2 separate regions of the Ovis aries genome follow, and region 1 is linked to region 2. A link is a contact called in public Hi-C data. All regions are on one chromosome and are shown on one strand. The core of a region is the stretch at or near the end of the contact, and the rest is flanking DNA. Distances in the headings are between cores, read along the strand shown. Region 1 holds the start of LHX6 (LIM homeobox 6). Region 2 has its middle 19 kb from the start of PTGS1.

Region 1 (2,907 bases), core at 251-2,750, 110 kb after region 2:
AAACTTTCCACTCTGTATAAATGGCTGAAAATGCAGCAAGTGGGAGATGCCGTTGGCTGGGGTTGGAACAATTTCTGTGTACCTTGGTGTGTATAAAGGAACAGATATTTTTCTCTTTTGAGGCTACAGGAGGTGTGAGTCTGTAGCAATAACCTGGAGGGCAAATGCCTCATCTGCCTGTGCCTATTAAGATGTGTCTGTGTGTGCATGACTGAAGCTGTGCCCACCAGGAATCCTGTGTCTTCAGAGGTGTATGGTCTGTCTCTGACTATAAATGGTTATCTCGCCATCTGTAGGGATACGTGTGTATATCTGAGAGTATCTGAGTAGAGGACACGGGGTGTCACATGGGTTTGGAGCTCTCTGTGGGAATCTGCTCTCTTAACTATGAATGTGTGTACACGTCTAAGAACAGTTGTGTGGGGTGTTTACATTTGTAAATGAAGACAATTAGGAAGGTGATGGCATGGGCCACTGTGTGGAGGTGGGGTGTGTGGTGCCTGTAGGGCTGGATCTGAGTGTGCATATTTGTTTTTAGAAGATGATGTATATTTATATGTCCCTCTGAGCTCAATTTGTGTGTAGAGAAAGGGGCCAAGGTTGTGAGTGTCCACTTATGTGTGTGTACATTGCATGTCAATGTGTGTAAGGCTCTGTCTTTAAGTCTTTTGTGTCTGGGTCGTTGGAAGCTGTGTCTCCTCTCTCAGTGCCAGGGCCTCCTTGCCTCCTGCATCTCTCTCACTATCAGTAGACCCCTAGAGAAAGTGAGATGGGCATTAGACTGCTTAGCTCAGCAAATTCTGCAGGGTAGGGGGATGTCTCAGGCAATCCCTCCCTGGAGAATTCAGGGGAACAACATCCCCCCCCCCAACCTCTCCCACCCAACCCAGTCCTATTTAGGATGGGATGTAACCCAAGCCCTTAGGAACTGGTGTGCCCTCCGTTTGTTATGGAGCACAGGCAGCTGTGCAGGTGTATGAGTTATGTGTGCATGCCTTGTGCTCGTGTAAATGAGGCAAACAGGTAATCATTTGCATCAGCATGTACACAAACGTGCCAGGCATGGGATTGCATCAGGAGAGTCTGATGTGTGACTTTATATGAAACCCATCTCGGCCCAAGGTGTGAGCATGGGTCCCTCTTGTACCTGTAAGTGGGGCTGTGGCTGAGAGCTGTGGGTGCCCCGTCAAGGGGCGGAGGGGGCGGTGATGAGCGCTGGGTGTCTGTGCGCCTGCCGGTGCCTTTTGTATGTCAGCGTGTCCCTCAGCCTCTCTGTCGGCGGTTCTGAGTTTCTGTGTGTCTGTCGGTCTGTGTGTGTATCTCTGGGTCGCCGCCTCGCTGTGTGTGTCTCGCTCTCCCTTGGCGGGGAGGGGATTGGTCACGCATGACTCATCTTGAACCGAGCGGGGCTCCAGCGGCAGGGCGGCCGCCGCCGCAGCTGGAAGGGGAGGAGGACCAGGAGGAGGGAGAGGAGGAGGAGGAGGGGGCGGGGGCCTCTCCAAGTTTGTCGGGACCTTCTTCCGAGGCAGCGGCGGCGGCAGCCAGGGAGGCCGGGGCTGCGCGCGGGCCGGGGGCGGGGGCTGGGGCCGGGGCCGGGGCGGCGGGGCCGGCGCCTCCGCTCCCCTCCTGCTCGTGGTTCAGCCTTTGCTCGCACTGCGGCCGTGGCCCCTCTCTGCACGGCTCTCCGAGCCGCGCGCCCGCCGAGCCCGCCGCTCCCCGGCCCATGTACTGGAAGCATGAGAACGCCGCCCCGGCGCTGCCAGAGGGCTGCCGGCTGCCGGCCGAGGGCGGCCCCGCCGCCGACCAGGTGAGCGAGCGAGCGAGTGGGTGAGCCGCCCGGGCCGGGGTCGGATGGGGCCGGGACCCAGCCGGGCCGGGCCGGGCGACGGGCGGCCGCGGGGAGGAGGGGTGCGGGGGTGCGCCTGGGAGTGTGTGTCTGTGAGTGTGTGAGCGCGCGCGAGCACGAGGGGGGGGGGGGTCGCGGAAAACGGGAACACATTATGCAAATGTTGGAGGAATTTCTCAAAAAGCGATTTAGCAAAGACACAGGCGAATCAAGAGGAGGCGAGGCGGGTATTGTCCGTCTGAATAGGCGCTGATAGCGCCGATGCGCCTGGGGTTGTGCCGGCGCAACGCTGAGAATCGCGGCGCGGGGCCGGTCCCGGGAGCTCCGAGGGGCTGGAGGGTGCTCTTTCCTCTTCTTGGACGCCTCCCTTTTCTCTTTTGGGCCCCGTTTCGTCCCCGATCTCGCCCCCGTTTTGCTCTGGGTTTCCCTCGGACTGGCCCTCGGAAAGCGCCTGAATCCGCGTCAGCATCGCCGCATCAATTTGGCCGCGCGCGCGGGGCGGACGGGCTGATGCTCCCAGCGCTCAGGGTTTTATTTTCCTCAAGCGCCCCTCCCCAATCTCTTTTTTATTTTCTTTCTTTCTCTCTTTTCTCCTTTTTGCATTTTGCGCCGAGAGGAGGAGAAGGGAGCGAGGAAGGGGGGTGGGTGGAGGGAGAAAAAATTCGATTTTTAATTACTACCATTAAAAAATCAAATTTGCAATTCTTTGGGCGGCCTGATGGATCTCACTGATTGACAGTTGGAATTGACACTCTGGCTACCTCTTATCTTGGGCATTCACGACAATTTCTAATTGCAGGTAGTTTGTGTGTGTGCGCGTGTTTTTTTTCCCCCTCAGAGGCTTGGATTGCAAGGGAACTAAGCGATTACTTCAAGAGCCACGGGTTAAGTGCAGGGAGAGGGGGAGAGAGAGGGAAAAAATCCAATCCAAATTCAAATTGCTTCATTAGAGAGACACCGCTTTTGTGGGGAAGGGCTTTAAATGCCCACTACAAAGTTAGGACTCATTGTTCCGCGCCGGTTTATATAACAGGCGCGGGGAGGCGCTGGGCTCAGGCTGC
Region 2 (3,112 bases), core at 48-2,547:
TTTGCGACCCCCATGGACTGCAGCATGCCAGGCTTCCCTGTCCTTCACCATCTCCTGGAGTTTGCTCAAATTCATGTCCATGGAGTCAATGATGCCATCCAACCACCTTATCCTCTCTCGCCCCTTCTCCTTCTGCCTTCAATCTTTTCCAGCATCAGGGTCTTTTCTACCTTGATTAAATCTTAACCCTTCTGCAAATACAGCCCCACCCAAGAGTATGCTGCTAAAGTCACGGGGATTATTATCTCTTAAAGGCTCAATGGTAAAGAACCTGCCTGCAATGCCGGAGACACAGGATCAATCCCTGGGTCGGGAGGATCCCCTGGAGAAGGGACCAGGAACCCACTCCAGTATTCTTGCTTGGGAAATCCCATGGACAGAGGAGCCTGGCAGGCTAAAGTCCATGGGGTGGCAAAGAGTTGGACAGGTCTGAGCAGACAAAACAGACCAAGGACAAGCCCCTCTCCGCCTTCCTCAACCTGCCTGTGCCAGACGCTTCACCTTTTCACCCCGCAGTTCACTTCAGCCCACCTCCAAGGGGATGTGAAGATCAAATGAGAAACGAGTGGGAAAGGTGCTTTGAAAACAGCCACACCAGTAACCCTGTTCGTTTGATCGATTTTGAGATGGACAACAACAAAAACTACTGCCCTTCCAAGCGCCAGAAAAAAAAGACCCTTTATTTGCATAAAGGCTGTTGGATACTGTTTCTGTGATGATCTTGAGCTAGTCTCCTCCCGACCCCGCCAGGCCTCAGTTTCCCCATCCATAACAGAGCCTGCAGACCGAGTTCCATCCTGAAAAGGGTCTTTGGGGGCGTTTGTCATGGGAAGCGCCTTTTGCACAAAGGAGTGTCACTCAAGCTACACTGGTGGGCGATTTTTAGTAGATAAAACATTCGCCCTGCAGCTGGGATTTCACCGCCTCCGTTCGGTTCCCAAGGGACTGCGGCGCAAGGCTAGGCTTTCAGTGGGACTAGCAGACTGGAGGGGACAGAGGGGAGGGGTGGGACGCAGGGAGCGCCTGGGTTGCTACGGAGGTGGGCTTCCAGGAGCTTTATTTTCTTTCACACTCGAGGAAACGCAAGCTCGGGAGGCGGCGAGCCGGGATTCGAACCCGCGGACGCCGGGCCGCAGGGGCGGGGTGCATCCCCTGGAGCGGATGCCGGGGGTCAACGGAGCGCGGGGCCGCGCTTCCTCCGGCCGCCCAGGCGGCTGGCCGGCCAGCCGCTCGGCAGGCGCTGCTTTGTCCTTTTATGTTCGCGCGGGGCCGGGAACTCCCTGCCCGGGGCCGCGGCCGGCGAACAATGCGCCGTTTCCTGCCGCCCGGCCCGCCGCGGCCCCGCGCCCGCTCCCCGCCCCGCGGCCGCCGGGAAGTGAGCCGGAGCCCTGCCGGCCGCGCCGGTACAGCGGGTCGCGCCCCGGGAGACGGCGGGGGCCGGGGAAGGGCCGCGGGCGGGGGCAGAGGCGGCAGCCGGTGGGCGTCCGTCCCTTCCCGGCGCACGGAGCACGCGGCTGGCTCCGGTGGGACGGGTCCCCGCGTGCTCAGAGGCCCGGGCGGGCGGGGCACCCAGGGACCCTCTCAATCCCGCACAGTCCCCCACCCAGCTGCCCGCGTGTCTGCAACGCCCGCGGCCTGCGCTGGGCGCTGCGATTCAGCAGGGAGCAAAACCAGAGACGCCCCGGTCTCCTGCAGCTAACAGTGCGGCCAGGGGGAAAGCAGTGAGCCTCACACAGCACTGAATTACTAATATATTGTGTATTTTAAAGTGACATACAGACACTACTCTGTATAAAATAGGTAACCACTGAACACCCATTGTGTAGCACAGGGAACTCTATTCAATGCTCTGTGATCGCCTAAATGGGAAGGAAATCCAAAAAAGAGAGGATGTGTATATACCTATAGCTCATTCACTTTGCTATAAACAGAAAACTAACACGATATTGTAAAGCAACTATACTCCGACAAAAAAATTTTTTAAGTGATACTTTTTTGGGAGAAAATAAGAGACTGGCACGGGAAATTGGGTCTCTTTTAAATGGGTGGTTATAGATGTTTCTGGAGTAGGAAACGGCAACCCACTCCAGTATTCTTGCCTGTGAAGTCCTATGGACAGAGGAGCCTGAAGGGCTACAGTCCATGGGGTGGCAAAAGAGTCCAACAGGACTAAGCAAGTAAACAAAAAAAACATAGATGTTTGGACTTCCTGGTACTTCAACTGGTAAAGAATCCGCCTGCAATGCAGGAGACCCCAGTTCGATTCCTGGGTTGAAAAGATCCCCTGGAGAAGGGGTAGTCTACCCCCTCCAGTATTCTTGGGCTTCCCTGGTGGTTGGGAAAATCCCCTGGAGGAAGGCATGGCAACCCACTCCAGGATATCTGCCTGGAGAACCCCATGGACAGAGGAGCCTAGTGGGCTACAGTCCTTGGGGTCACAGAGAGTCGGACATGACTGAGCAGCTGAGCACAGCATAGATGTTTAGCTGAGAAGGTGACATTTGTGCATAGATACACTGAACATGAGTCATAAACAGACATATACATCTCAAAAGAATACACAATATATCCCATCTGTGCATTACACACACACGCACTGTTTACATTGATGAGCCTATGTACACCCCATGCATAATAAATAATATTATGTGCACACAACACTTTACATACATGTGCACCTATGAGGCCACGTATGATGCAGTGTATCTGTACAGTATGAGTGTCCTCTACACCATATTTGCATCTATATGTATCACCTCTCTGCACACACATTTATCTCCATGCCTCAACCCAGATATCCATCATTCCCGTATTTACATATACTCTTCAGCTCCCCAGTACAAGGTCTGGTGTACAAGTACAGGCTCGTATATATCACATACCTCAAGTATGTGATTTTTCTAGTTTCATAAGCCATTTGTCAATATAATGCATCATAACACTTTAGAGCCAACTCATTGGAAAAGACTGATGCTGGAAAAGACTGAGGGCAGGAAGAGAAGCGTGCAACAGAGGATGAGATGGTTGGATGCATCACTGACTCAATGAACATAAGTTTGAGCAAGCTCTGGGAGATGGTGAAGGAAGGGAAGCCTGGCGTGCTGCAGTCCAT

The links. Hi-C and Micro-C count contacts between places; a contact is called where the count stands out from the background.
Region 1: a contact with region 2 is called in a Hi-C map of liver, with 4 times the contacts expected there. The contact joins the promoter of LHX6 here to the enhancer-like site in region 2. A contact is called at or near these places in 2 of 16 Hi-C or Micro-C datasets (liver and tail adipose tissue).

What each region holds. Positions count from the first base shown.
Region 1 is chr3:13,667,937-13,670,843 of ARS-UI_Ramb_v3.0, forward strand. LHX6 (LIM homeobox 6) reads left to right here and starts at 1,501. Exons shown (of 9, transcript XM_027966474.2): 1 at 1,501-1,807. The coding sequence starts at 1,724.
Region 2 is chr3:13,557,509-13,560,620 of ARS-UI_Ramb_v3.0, forward strand. No RefSeq gene overlaps it. Among named protein-coding and RNA genes, the nearest start is that of PTGS1, 19 kb to the left of the region's middle. Within about 2 kb of position 1,298, at least 6 of the 54 cell types and tissues checked have an H3K27ac peak or open chromatin away from gene starts, as enhancers often do. A contact at or near this core is called in liver, where this site is marked.